Linked DNA regions of Mus musculus: regions 2 and 3 are each linked to region 1. A link is a contact called in public HiChIP or PLAC-seq data. All regions are on one chromosome and are shown on one strand. Each heading gives the region's core, a stretch centred on a gene start, on an enhancer-like site or on the middle of the called end of the contact. The rest is flanking DNA. Distances are from core to core; before and after follow the strand shown. Region 1 overlaps Gm26839 (predicted gene, 26839). Region 2 overlaps Tdp1 (tyrosyl-DNA phosphodiesterase 1). Region 3 holds the start of Efcab11 (EF-hand calcium binding domain 11).

Evidence for each region. HiChIP or PLAC-seq counts read pairs in DNA pulled down with a chosen protein or histone mark.
Region 2: a contact with region 1 is called in an H3K4me3 HiChIP or PLAC-seq map of bone marrow-derived macrophages, with 3 times the contacts expected there. The contact joins two enhancer-like sites. A contact is called at or near these places in 2 of 115 datasets of contacts at active chromatin or transcription factors (bone marrow-derived macrophages and large pre-B cells) and 1 of 9 other capture datasets (adipose tissue).
Region 3: an H3K4me3 HiChIP or PLAC-seq map of bone marrow-derived macrophages shows a contact between it and region 1, with 2.8 times the contacts expected there. The contact joins the promoter of Efcab11 here to the enhancer-like site in region 1. A contact is called at or near these places in 4 of 39 promoter capture datasets (3T3-L1-derived adipocytes, embryonic stem cells, frontonasal cranial neural crest and 1 more), 3 of 115 datasets of contacts at active chromatin or transcription factors (bone marrow-derived macrophages, large pre-B cells and stem cell-derived neural progenitor cells) and 3 of 9 other capture datasets (adipose tissue, liver and macrophages).

The regions. Positions count from the first base shown.
Region 1 is chr12:99,606,615-99,610,993 of GRCm38.p6, reverse strand. All of the region lies in intron 2 of Gm26839 (predicted gene, 26839), which reads right to left. It overlaps Gm35644 (a long non-coding RNA gene), which reads left to right. Exons shown (of 4, transcript XR_001780667.2): 4 at 646-898. Among named protein-coding and RNA genes, the nearest start is that of Gm35644, 11 kb to the left of the region's middle. Within about 2 kb of position 2,228, at least 31 of the 459 cell types and tissues checked have an H3K27ac peak or open chromatin away from gene starts, as enhancers often do. A contact at or near this core is called in bone marrow-derived macrophages, where this site is marked.
Region 2 is chr12:99,901,087-99,905,465 of GRCm38.p6, reverse strand. It overlaps Tdp1 (tyrosyl-DNA phosphodiesterase 1), which reads right to left. Exons shown (of 16, transcript NM_028354.5): 6 at 3,084-3,118. Among named protein-coding and RNA genes, the nearest start is that of Tdp1, 19 kb to the right of the region's middle. Within about 2 kb of position 2,300, at least 83 of the 459 cell types and tissues checked have an H3K27ac peak or open chromatin away from gene starts, as enhancers often do. A contact at or near this core is called in bone marrow-derived macrophages, where this site is marked.
Region 3 is chr12:99,881,029-99,885,407 of GRCm38.p6, reverse strand. Efcab11 (EF-hand calcium binding domain 11) reads left to right here and starts at 1,966. Exons shown (of 6, transcript NM_030172.2): 1 at 1,966-2,126; 2 at 2,551-2,646. The coding sequence starts at 2,052. Tdp1 (tyrosyl-DNA phosphodiesterase 1) reads right to left here and starts at 890. Exons shown (of 16, transcript NM_028354.5): 1 at 856-890.

The sequences.
Region 1 (4,379 bases), core at 979-3,478:
TGGCTGTTGCAGTCTTACTGATGCCTATAGTAACAGCCACTGTTAAAAGCTCACTATGCACCATGTGCTTTCAGAAGGGCGATGTGGGCTCCATCTAGACTTGGTTACATTTGAACTTTATCGCCAAATATGTTGGTGACCTTCAACACTTCTTTCAATGGTTTCACCTTTTAAAGATTCCATTTCCTAATGGAAAAAAAAAATCTATAGCTACTTCATGGTATCGGCACACATACTAATGTACTTGTGTTTCATGTTCATGTTCCTTCCTCTTTTAGAGTCCAATTTGCTTCTGTTCCCCACCTGCCAAAACCCTACCCAGCCCAGGGAAAACACCTTTCTACAAACTTAACCAAACTTCAAAGGTCTATTTCCCCTGGGTTCCTAAAACTCCTGTTTATGTGTTTTATAACCTAGGGTTGTTCAAAGCATGCACACAAGGAACTGTCACAGCCACAGAATAGTCATAACTACCTTTGTCCAGTCCTGACGTCATGCGTGATTGTAGGGACTTCTGCGTGTGGCTTGCTTTGCCCATCTGCTTCTTAACCCTGGGAAACACTGCCTAAGAACCTCCTAACCTCAGACTCCCTTGATGTCAACTTCAACTTCTGATACTTTTCTGTTCTTTTTCCTCCTGTGTAGCACACACCCATCGGAACGATCACGTATGCAGGCAATTGGTTTGCCCAAGCAGAACGAAGCCACTTGAGTCTAACTGGTTGATCATGGCGTTCCCAGCATTTACGGCAGCGCCCAATACTTAGATGATGTCCGAGAAGCCCGGATATAAATGAACACCAAGTCCAGAGAGAACCAGGTTTGCGCATCAGCCCTAAAGCCCTGTGCTGTACCCTCCTTCCCTGCTGTTTAGCCACCCAGGATACCGAATACTGTTCCGGTTTACCAAGGGAAGCCTTTTTAAAAGGTTTTGGCCTTTCTTCTGAAGCTGCGGGGGGGTGGGGGGGGCACCACTGAGGATTGCAAAGGGAAGCACATAGTGTCCCCTCGTTTGTCTTCTGTGATCCAACTCCTGTCTGGACTGTCCAGCTGCTTAAAACACTGTCAGTGCCCTGTCACATGGGTTCCAAAAATAGCCCCTCCAGGAGACAAATGACGTGACCTTGGGTGCTGGCTATGCTCTGGATACGCTACTGGTGGGAGGATTCTGTCCATTGGGACTTTTTCCCTTCAGACTCAGGGATGTGGCTGGAGGCCATGCTGTCCTCAGCCTGTCTGTCTACTCTTAGGTTGGACAGTCTTAGAGTCTCTCTTCCATCTCCTCTTAAACTTGTATTTTCCAGAACAGCACCTAGATTTCTAGCAAGCAAACAGTACCTCCAGGCGTTCTGACGCAGGAGCTCTCACAGGGCATTAGCTGCCTTTGTATCACACTATTGTAACACTTGCTTCACTCCGCACTTTATGGCAAGCTGCCTTTCTACATCCTAGATTTTATACTTCTTCTTCTTCTTCTTCTTCTTTTAATACAAATGCTTTATTTAACAATTGTAGGTCATTCCATGGGCTAAATCGTGGATATCCAGAACCCAGCATCAAGCACAACCTTCGAGCTTCTCTTTCTGACTCCAATAGGGTGAGCATGTCACCCTCTCGAAGGGGGCCTTTGACATTTTGGATGATAGGGCGGCTGGTGTCACCCATAAATTCCACTCACACCTGCGTGCACTGTCCCTGCGAACCAATCCTGCCCAGCACTTTGGTTACCCTAGCCAGCTTGATGGGCTGCACGCGACTCGTGTCCATGATGGCGCTGATCTGGCGGAAAGATTTTACACTTCTTAAAACGAACATTCTCTTTCCATTTTCCTCTCCTCCCAGCTCAGGCCTTGCCCGTATCAACCGTTTCATAGTCACAGATCAACTGGCTTCAGTGGATGAACCGTTATCAAGCAAGAAGGAATTTTTTTTTTCTGCTCTGATTCGAGGGTCTGGTTGAACCTCAGGAGGAGACATGGGAAAGGCTGAGTAAGGGTCAGGGGATGCGACCTTTCCTTCTGACAGTTTGTCTGAATGTTTTCTCTCTCCCTTTATTACTGGGGATCAAAAGGAAGGAAGGAAGGAAGTGGTACGCGTGTGCCTTACAGGGCTTCTGCCAAGATCGATACTTTCTGTTTACAGATGATTTCCTTTCCATTTCTGTAGCGTTCTTACAAAGGGGAAAAAGAAGAAAAGAAGAAGAAGAAGTAAAGAGAAACTTGCAGCTGGGGAGAAGTCATTGGGAATTAAATGAATTTGTTGACCAGATTTTTTTTTTTTGACTAGCTAACACCATTCTATTTTCCCAATATCATTTTTTTAACTTTACTCATGTGACCCCACATTTTTCTTTTAAGGCTAGATATCTAAAAAAGAAGAAGAAAGAAAAAAGAAAAACAAAAAACTCATCTATTTTTGAGTTGAGTTGGTGTTTGCATGCGGGCACGTGGCTCTAGTAGATGCAGTTTACCACCATTATGCAATAAGTCTTTCACTTCTGCAGAAACACGAGGTCTATTTTTGCAGTTCCCACTCCTTGTGCTGAATGTAAAAGCCCCAGAAGGAGAGTGTTAAGAAAGTAAGGATTTATGCACCAGGCACACTCCCTCCGGGGCTGAGCCGAATACTTCCTTCTCCACGGTTTTGCAGGTGGTGTGGGTGGTGGAAGAATATTGAACTTATGCTGGGCTCCACTTTTCTAATTAGAACCTGAATCTTTGCCTCCTTGACCCAAAGGATGTCAAAGAAGGACACATTGAAGGCTCAATGGTTTGAATTCCTGTAAAATAGAAAATTTTGTTTCTCCCTCCTTTTTTTCTGTCCATATTCCTGAAGATTAAAACCAAACTTATTTTTCTTCCATTGGCTGCAGTGGTGGTTCTCTGTGTGTGTGTGTGTGTGTGTGCGCGCGCGCGCGTGTGCGTGTGCGCATTAGGCATCTTCCTCTGTCACTGCTTGCCTTAATTTCTGATGCAGATCTGTCAGTGAAGCTGAAGTTCCATCCGTTCAGCTAGACTGGCTGGAGTAGACCCCAGGGAGCACGGTGGCTCTGCTGCCCCAGCACTGGGATCATAAGTGTGTGCTGCCACACCCAGCTTTCTACAGGAATCCTTGGGATCCAAACTCTGTTCTTCATGCTTGCACAAAAGCACTTCGCTGAGCTACTTTTTAACCTCTCTTTGGGCTGCTTTTGATGACAGCTTCAGAAGGCTGAGCTTATTTCTAAAACAAAAACAAAAAAACCCTCACATTTTTTAACAAGTGGTTTTGAATTGCTGTGTTGTGTTTCTTTGAACTTTCTTCAAAAACCTGAAGGCCTGAGATTAGAATAATGGAGCCCAGACCCTTCTATGGCGTCTGCCATTTTTCTGATTTACTCAGGTGCTTAAACCTTAGGTTAAGCCTTATGAGTCTCCATCTGAGAGAAGAAAAGAGTGCTCAATTGCAAAGTAGTTAGTGATCTGGCAACGCCTCAAGGACGGTGCTGTCATCTTCCTGAGGTTGGAAAGATGGCGTAGCTATTGGGAGCAGGAGTGAAAGCCCAACCATGACCCATCATGGACGCCCACGATACTATCTCTGTGTTAAGACCCTACTGACAGAAGCAGGAAGCTTCAGACAGACAGCTCACAATTTCAAACATCTGGGCGTGTTGATCCTCGCACCTACACGGGATGCTGGCCACTGGCTGGACATTTTCTTAGCATTCTAACAATTCTCAAAGAGGTGGCTGCAGTACAAAATGTGCCAGTTGGCATCTACTAATCTAGCTATGTTTGTCTTTTCCTGTCCCTAGCACCTGTTGAGAATGTGAGGTTCTCGGTAACCATATGTGTGCCATGGGCGTCTCTTAAAAGATATTAGCAGCTGCAATGTACATATCAATGAGAGACAGGTTAAATTGAGTTTCACTGGTAGTGATGTATCCAGAACATTACCATTTTGATGGACGATCAATATAAACATATGAGTCCAACACGTTGATTTCCCTCTTCCTGCTATGTCTTGGAAATCCAGCATCTAGTCTGTGCCTTGCAGCACATCTCAGCTCAGGCCAGTCATATTTCAGGAGCTGTGTGTTATGAGCATCTTCCTCATGGTATCATTGATACAGCGCATGCCCATCACTGTAGGAAAGTTCTGTTGGACAGCACATATGTAGCCTAGTCCTGAGGATTGTTATCTAGAAATTTGTCTTTGTGAAGAAGGCATTGCCTGTCATTTTTACGTTTCAAAGAGCCTCAGGGCAGTGTCTTTCTGGCATCAGAGTAACAAGAAAAGTCTGTTTCTCACTTTTTGGACCTGTTTTCCCTCAGGCCTCAAACTGCAATAAAGCCCCCAAGAAAGCAGACAGCACAGCCACTGTCCCTACCATGCCA
Region 2 (4,379 bases), core at 1,051-3,550, 290 kb before region 1:
GCTTGAAGTAAGTCCTCTCAGTTGGAACTGGGCTGAGTCTTCTCTGCCCACCAGGGCTTTCTGAGTCCCTAAGCATAGCTACTAAGGGACTTTACATCTTCTCTCCAGAACTAGAGTGTCGCTTCTCAAGTGTGTGACTCTTGTCTTCTGCTGCTTACTACTCATCTGTGTAACTCAGGTGACGTGAGAACTGACTTTTACACTCATCACTGATATGCTCAGCAAATATAGTCGTGAAGGTCCGGAGGCCTTGTGGGGTTTCAACATATCCCACAATGCCCACAACCACCACTGGTGCGGTTTCCACAATGGTCACAGTCTCCACATTTCTTTCTTGTTCACCTTAGAGCCTGGCCTGTCAATTCCCGGATGACGTGGGTCATGGCAGCCTTGTAGCCTAGAAAGGCTGTGAGGTGAACAGGCTTGGAAGCGTCATCCTTAGGGAAGGCTCTTCACTTTCCCACAATGCCAGCTGCTGTGCTTGCGAGGCAAGAAGCCTTTAGGATCCATGCCTGGGAGCTGAGAATTTCCTGTGAGACGTCTCGCAGCCACACGCTACTGACAGAGCAAAGCATTTTCACTTTACACAAGTGCAGAGCCTGAGCTGGAGGAAAAGGACTATCTGAGTCACAATGAGCATGAACTCACACATGCCCACAAGCCAGGGCACTGTGTGTACTGACATGGCTGGAGGTGGGATGGTCAAAATTTTCAGTACTAGAAAGTGAGTGGGAGATGCGGCCTTGGTGAGACAGAGGAGCAGCTGGAGCAGTAGGCGGGAAGCATGCCCCTCCCTGCAGGCTATGGCTGGCTCCTGCTTACATGAGGACATTGTCCATTCAGCTGCTTTGTTTCTCCCTATTGATCTCAGAGCCCTCAGAGGTACTGCCCAACTCTGGGGCAAACCAGAGAACTTTCCCATTCTAAAGCATTGTGTGACACATCATGCCTGGAACCACTGTGCACCCTGGAGATGCTGGACAGACCACATCTGTAGATGGAGTGAAATCCTGACTATTTCTATTGTGCCCTGTGCGTGGTACCCAGCCAATGCCTGGTCAGTACATCGCTCAGGTGTGTGTCACCCCAGAACCTGCCTCACAGTGACTGTTGTCCCTGCTGGCTGGGAGGAGAGTTGTTATCACATCACTGTGAGCTGAGGCTTTCCCCTTCTCTATCTCCCATGCTTCGTGCTCTCACTCAGAGGTGAAAAGCTACAAGGACAAGGATGACCGACTTGAGACTCAGTGACATTACAGGGATTGCTTGGATAATTTTCGGCGAGGTAGGATCTCACGTAGACTGTCCTTGAACTCCTGCTTCTAGCTCGGCCTCCTAATTTTTAAAATAATAAACTAAAATCTCCAGACATGATCTCAATCCTTTACAAGATCCTGATGTTCCAGCAAAAACGTAAACCCTGGATACTCTCTGGCTGGGGAGGGTTCCACTCCACTGACGTCTCTGGATTGTGAGCTATTAGATTTAACCTACAGAATGTGCATGTGTGAGCTGCTCTAAGGAGCAAGGGTTGAACGGGGCCAAGGAAATAATGAATCAACTGTAGCACTGAGCAAACAAGAACAAATTAAAAACTAAGGTTAAAAATGATCTCTAGCCCCATGTTCATCCCCAAGGAACGTAAACTCATTTATCCTAGGTCTCTGCTTTCCGGTGTGTGATATTAAAAGAACCAAATAATTTTGATATGATTAAACAAAGGGGAGCTTCCCCTTTGCTCCTTCCCTGCTGCATTCACAGGGAAGCATCACCAAGCCAGCGTCTGAGGCAGTCTTCTGACCCCGCAAGTCTCTCCCGGGGGTGACAGCATGACCGACAAGCTCTCCATTGCTTGCTAGCCCAGAGGGACATCGGAACTTTTCCCCTGTGAAGCTCATTACACAGCGCAGACCACGTGCTCAGCACAAGAATCGGGCACCAGTGGCCCAACAAATCATACCGGGGCCCAAATGGTGACAGGGCTGGCAGAGGGCCTTCTAGAATCAAGAATGTATTTATCCTGGGGTCTCAGCTAAGGGCGAGAGACAAGGATTTCCTGTGTGGTGCTTTGCATTAAGGCTAAGCTGCCCCCACTGACAGCAATCTGTATTCTGAGCTGAAATTGGCATCTTGTGTGCTCAGAGCTAGAAAATGAGTATTTTATGCATGAGTCAGTACTTGAGTTCACTCTAAATTCTCTTTTGTCCCTTAGTGGACAAAAGCTACCAATTAGGGGTGGCCTGTAGATGTTACCCAGGACAAGTCAGAGAATGGAACTATCACTTCGTGCCTAACTGCTTCCAGTCTGGCTCCTTTTCACAACAGACTGGCAAAAATACTGCTGTATGCACACAGAGAGAAAGGCAGCCACAATACTGTCACTTTCCATCTCAGCTTCAGCAGGAAGCAGCGTCAGGCCAGACCGAGGACGGCCACTACCCCTAGCACACTGCTTCCTCTCTGGGGGCAGCAAGGCCCAAACTTCCACTCCTGGATTAAAAGAGAGAACAGCCATCTTCTGTCACAGTCTTTTGCCAAATCCCCTCAAGAGAAATGTGATTTGTAAAAATATTAAAGTAAAGACAACTGCATTTTGTTGTTTTTTCCACTTGAAAAGCCGAATAACCCTAAAAGTACTTGGTGAGAGGCTATGAAACTAAGTTAAAAATAAATCGAGCTGTCACTGGCTCACGTGAGAGGAAGAGGTGGGCCAATTTCTCCTGAGCCATCTCAGAGGAGTTCACTGGAGCCTTGCAGACTGGCAACTTTCCATAAAATCAGTTTTCCTTTATCAGAGTATGGGGCTGACTAATAATAGACTATTCAATGTAATTCATTCTTGCCAAATGACAGAACTTTTAAAAGCAGGTCTGTCACAAGCCCTGACTTAGCACGCAGAGTTGTCTATGACCACAGAACTACTCTTGAATTCTGTCTGCCAATGGCCTTGGCAGATGTCCTAAGCAATAGGCAGAGGCCTCCGAGGCACAGATCACACGCTTCCATGCTGACAGAGAGCTCCTTGATTATGTCCTTTGACCAATTAAAACCATACCTTCCCCCACTTCATAAAAGTTGCTTACGTGTGGTGTGTTCCAAATGCAATATCCAACTTTGCCTAGGATAGGAAAAAAGTAATTTATTTTAAAAAGTTGCACTTAAATGCTTAATTTTCCTGTCTACCGAAAATTAAATGGGGAAGGGAACAAGGCAACTCTTTAAAAACAAAACAAAACAAAACAAAACAAAACAAAACAAAACAAAACAAAACTGTTTGACTGCCCTCTATTGGACAAACAGAACACAGCTTTTATTACAGTATGCAGCAGGCTCATTTAAAATACTTTGGTTGGGGGCTTGGGGGTGGGGTGGGTGTTACCTAATATGATTTAATACATATTACATTTTTAATTACAGAAGTTATAAGTGGGAAACCTAATCTTTTAGTTGCCAAAAAATATAAATGTGATCCCAAACAAAGTTTTAAATAAGATATTTGGCTCCCAAGAAAGTTAGCATGAACAGAGTTTTAAGAACAGATTTAAACAGCATGGAATTGGTGGCAACATAAAGACATCATGATGCTAAGTTGAAAGAGAAAGTTTCATACAAAGGCAGCAGAAGCTGGAGATAAACACCGCCAAGCCCACCTTGTAATCCAGAATGAGTTTTATAAGTGCCGGTATGTCGAGGGTAAACATTTTATCTAACATCTAGCACAAGAGACCCAAGTCAAGCAGGATATGCCAGAAAGAATGGCTATGGAACAAACAAGTCGCTGAGTGATCAGTTTAGGAATACACTGCCTGGCCTCAAATCCTGCCTCACAATTTGCCTGACTTTGGAAAATAACTTATGTTCTATGACTTTGCTTTTGCCTGATTAAAGTGGGCTATTGTTATGAGATTTAGTTGTTAGGGAGAATGAGAAAATATGCCTAAGTGCTTAGGAAAGAGGTCTTTTGTTGTAAGCAATACATCTATGTAAACAGTGTCCTTTCCCAACCATAGGATGGAAGGATGGGACTGGCTGCCAGGGGAGACATGGACAACTGGACTATGAAGTGGGTAGCAGGCAGTCTGCAGAGGCTCCTAGCAGACCCACGAAGCTTGGGGAAATACATGAGGACCAGCATGCATTTGTGCTGTTTGACTAGAGAAGAAAGTTAGGAACTGTATTTCACATCTGTAAAACTACACAATCATTTTACCAGCTCATTTTTAACTGAGAAAGCACAGTGGCTAGGAGAACTGGCTCCCGAGTTTAGTTGGCTACAAGTTACATGCTTCAGGCCAGACTAAGGCACAAACAACAGGGATAAAAGCAACTTCAGCAGATAATCTTTAGCGCATGCTTCTTTTTGGGCTAATGGACCAACT
Region 3 (4,379 bases), core at 717-3,216, 270 kb before region 1:
GTGAAAGGCACACATTAACACATAAAAAGCCTAAAAGTCAAGATGACTACAGATGCTCACTACATTTTACAGGGATAACTTTTCTTTGGAATCATTTGTGGCATAGCATGAGACCTGGGAGGGAAAGGAATCCGCGGGCTAAAAGGCAGTCGAGAAACATTCCAGACAGATGGAATCCAACCTGCTGAAGGCCAGGAGGAGGTAGCTAGGTTCTAACTGTAACACAGGAATGGTCCAGAAAGAAGGGGTGGGGACAGTAAGGCAAGTTAAAAGCCGAATTTTATTCTAAAGACAATGGGACTCCCAGTGAGAGTGCCTTGGCCCGTCTAGTCTTTTAAAATGATCATATGTAACACAACTTTGTGCACACGTGGCGATAAGGACGCTTCTGCAGGAGCTGGGCTGTGGGGTGCTGACGATGGTCAAGGAGCAGTAATTTGGGGGTACAGTAAGCAAATCGTAAAGCTGCCAACGTTCCCCGAGCGCTCAGCTCTGCCCAGACACAATTCCAAGCGTACAGACTCATTTCAACCTCAAGACAGCCCAATATCACGGCGGTGTCCCTGGTGTGGAGCGTGGTCCACGGAGGGAGCGAAGGCCAGCGGCTCTGCAGCGCGTCCCAAGGGTTAGGAGCGCAGGGTCCGGGGCTCCCGGGACTCAGAGCGGAGGAACCCTGCCCAAGGACCCCGGCCTCGCCGCTCTCCTCGCGGTCCTCACCGAGCCCTGCTGGCCTTCCACTACCACATCTGATGGCAGCGGCCATCGCGCCGCCATGAGGAGGGCGGGCGCAGAGTTACCGCCGCCGCTGCCGCCAGAGCCCGCCCCGAGCCGGCGCCCGCAGCGGCAGACACCTACCTGACCCGCCAGGCCGCCGCCGCCGCCGCCGAGACTCCGCCCCGCGGCGCGCCCGCGCATGCGCGCAGTTCAAACTCGCCGGCGCCGCCGCCTAGCTAGCCAGCCGCTTCCCCTTCCGGAAGCCCCCCACTGGGTCCTAAAGACAGCCTCATTTGCCTGAGACCAAGAGGACCAGAAAAGAGCCGAATGAACGCCTCACTCTCTGCTAGTTTCCTGTTGAAAGAAGAGAGAAACAGAAAGCTGTGGTAGCTTCTCTCTCGAGGTTAATTTGCAAACAACGACTCCATTCTGGGGATGCTTTTAGGCAGCTTCAGGCTCTCAAGGCTAAGACAGCGGCGTGCTCTGGGAGATGGGTGAGCGGTAGAAAAAGACAGCTGCTTCAGACTTTAAAATCGACTGCTAGATAAAAAGTTAAATGAGCTCCCATCAGACTCAGAACCTCCTTTGAAGGTTTCTCCTTTGAAACGGTCATGTTCTTGTCAATCTCACTGATTTGCCAGAAGGGTAGAGGGTATTCCTCATCTTCTATAAAGATGTCTGGTATGGGATTCTTGTGCTGTTCCTTAAGTCAGCCTCACGTCAGGCATCGCCTTCCGGGGGGTTGAATAATCAATTCTGTGTAAACATTCAAAAAAACGGGACATTCCGTTTAATTGTCCTAGACACAGTGTTACGTGCCAGGGTTACCAAGAGGGCGAAAATAAACATAGTAGCTGCTCTGCGAAGGCCGTCCAAAGACTTGCAGTTTAAAAATGAATCTTGGTGTTCACTCATTATTTGTGTTTGTGTGCTTTTTTTTTCACATTCTTCGTGTGTCTCCTGCCAAATCTAGCAATGACACGGGTCAGAATAATCAAAAAGAGTTTATTGTAAATTTGGGAGAGAGCCTGAAAGCAATCAAAACGAGTTAAGAGAGCCCAGAGGTACCAGACCTCCCTTAAGACAAGAAAAATCGAGTAGGGGCGGGGCCAAGGTCTGGGAGCGGGCCTTGAGGCCCCGCCCCATCGTTAAACAGCGCCTTTAACCAATGACAGTACGAAATCAACGCCAGTGGCTCGGAGACTGACCAATGGGAGGAGACGTTGGAGTTGCGCGGCGAAGTTGAGTCCCAGCGGTGGTGGGCGAGGCCGCAGTGGCTGGTCTGTGTTCTCGCTGCAGCGGAGGAGACGCCTGGCTTGGTCTCCGTGTCGGTGGCGATGTTCTTGTCAGAGGCAGGCGCAAGGCCCCGAGCAGGCGAAGCCAGCGCCTCAGAACGCAGGAAATGGGTGAAAGTAGGTGTGGGAGCGCGACCCGAGTTCAGACTTAAGCCTGACCAGGGCCACTTCTGTCACCCCTCTTGGTTCTGGCATTGCTGCAGGACTCTGATCACTTCCCCGCCCACCACACTGTCCACGGATAATCACCTCGACCTCCTATCCGTCCCATCACCTTCCCAATCCCAGGACTGAGCTTTCGAGTACAGTTTATTCCAGCGGTTTAGAGGAATGGATTTGTCAGCCCCTTAAACTTGGTCAAGTTCCTTAAACTTTGGGGAGAGGGGACAGAGGGAAATCTTTAACTCGGCGGTTATATTGCTTGAGAATTAAAACTAGAGTACTGAAACTGCATTTTGAAAGCTCCACAACCAGGTTGAGTTTAAGATGTCTGTGTTTCTGGTTTCTGGCTTACTAACTGTAGATGTTTAATATTCCTTAGGTATTTAAAGCATGCGATGAAGACAACAAAGGCTACCTAAGCCGAGAGGACTTTAAGGTTGCGATTGTAATGCTGTTTGGGTACAAACCCTCCAAGGTTAGAACGTTTCCTCTCTTCCCCTCGTCTCCTTCTCTCTCCCTTCCTCTTCTCCCTTCTTTAGATGGGGCGGATAATGCTGTAGAAATGAATCCTAAGAAAACTGGCCAGGAATACTTTCTGATACCTGTAGAGCAAATCTCTGATTTATAAGCCTAAAATGCCTCCACCACCTAATTCCCCGCAAACCCCTCCCCCCTTTAAAGGCCCAAACAGGTGCAAACTAGGTATCTATGCCAGTAGAGGCAACAAACATCTCCACGAGTATTTATAAGAAATATAGGGTGGTAGAGAGTGGGAGTCTGGGAGGGGAAGGTGGTCTTGTAAGAGGAAGAATCCACCGGCTAGCTGATACGTATAGTAAAGTTTCTGGGTGGCTTTATTTAATTGGTAAAAGTAATATGTTCATACAGTCCACAAGATCCCTTCTCTTTACGCTAGACTGGGGTCCCACTTATCAGGGGTTAACCAGTTTCTTCTGTATTGTTCTACATACAGGTATAGGCACAATCTTCTACAGAAGTTCCACACTGTTTTATCTTAACATCCATTTTCCACTTAGCAACAAACCCAAAGCAAACCACATTACCATCTTAAAATACAGTTGTACAATATTCTCTTTAGCCAGTTTACCCTTTGTTGTTGTTTGGATTAACCTGCAAGCATTGTCTCAGTGATCATCATGTTACATCTACATACACCCATAGATCATGCCTTTTGTGGAATACATGCGCACATGTGCCTCTGGGTGTGTATGTGAGTGTGAATAAATCATGGATATGTAATTGCTGTACTTGGGAGCATTTGATAGATCAGGAATTCAAGGTCAATTTGGACTACACAATGAGACAACATTTTAGAACAATGACAAAGAAATGAAGATACCAAAATTCTTGGAAATATAATTGCTAAGTCTAAGGATGTACACATTTGACTTTAATTATCTTTCTTTTTTTCTTTTTTTAGAGAGGTAGGTAGGTAGGTAGGTAGGTAGATAGATAGATAGATAGATAGATAGGCAGGCAGGCAGGCAGGCAGGCAGGCAGGCAGGCAGGCAGGCAGGCAGGCAGGCAGGCAGGCAGGCAGATTGTGGCCCAGTGAGCTTCCTTAGGGTGGTTTACAGAAGGTGGGCACCTTATAGCCCCTCTGCCTTCCTTGGCAGGGTTTTGACAGGCCAAGTCTTGTACAGGTAATCACAGCTGTTGTGAATTCAATGGTGCAGAAACCATATGGTGCTCAGAAGCCAGCACTGCGTGTCACTACCCCCACTTCCTCTGATTCTTACTCTTTCCACCCTGTTTCTTCCACACGTTCCCTGAGTTCCACAAGTACACCCTGTGGAGGGTGGACTTGAAATACTCTGGCTGTTAGTTTCCCGAAAAGGCTGCACACCTCCTCAGTAATTAGACCACAGCTGAGCCCCAGTGAACCTTCTATTTTAGTATGATAGTTTCCTATTTACCCCTGTCTCTGTGCTGTTCTGCTTGCCTGTTATAAGCAGTTTAGAGACAGATCCATTCTTGTTAAGCTGCCGGACTGGAACTAATCAGAGTCAAGGCACTGTCCAAATACAAAAGAGTAAACCACAACCATCAAGCAGAAGTAGCACTCAAGTCTGCTTGGAATTCCCCCAAACTCCTCTCCCCAGAACTCACAGTTAGGGCTCTCCTGCTCCTCCTGAGTTGGGGTATCCAGGGACTCTGTGATACCCCATGTCTGTGCCCTTCGATGTG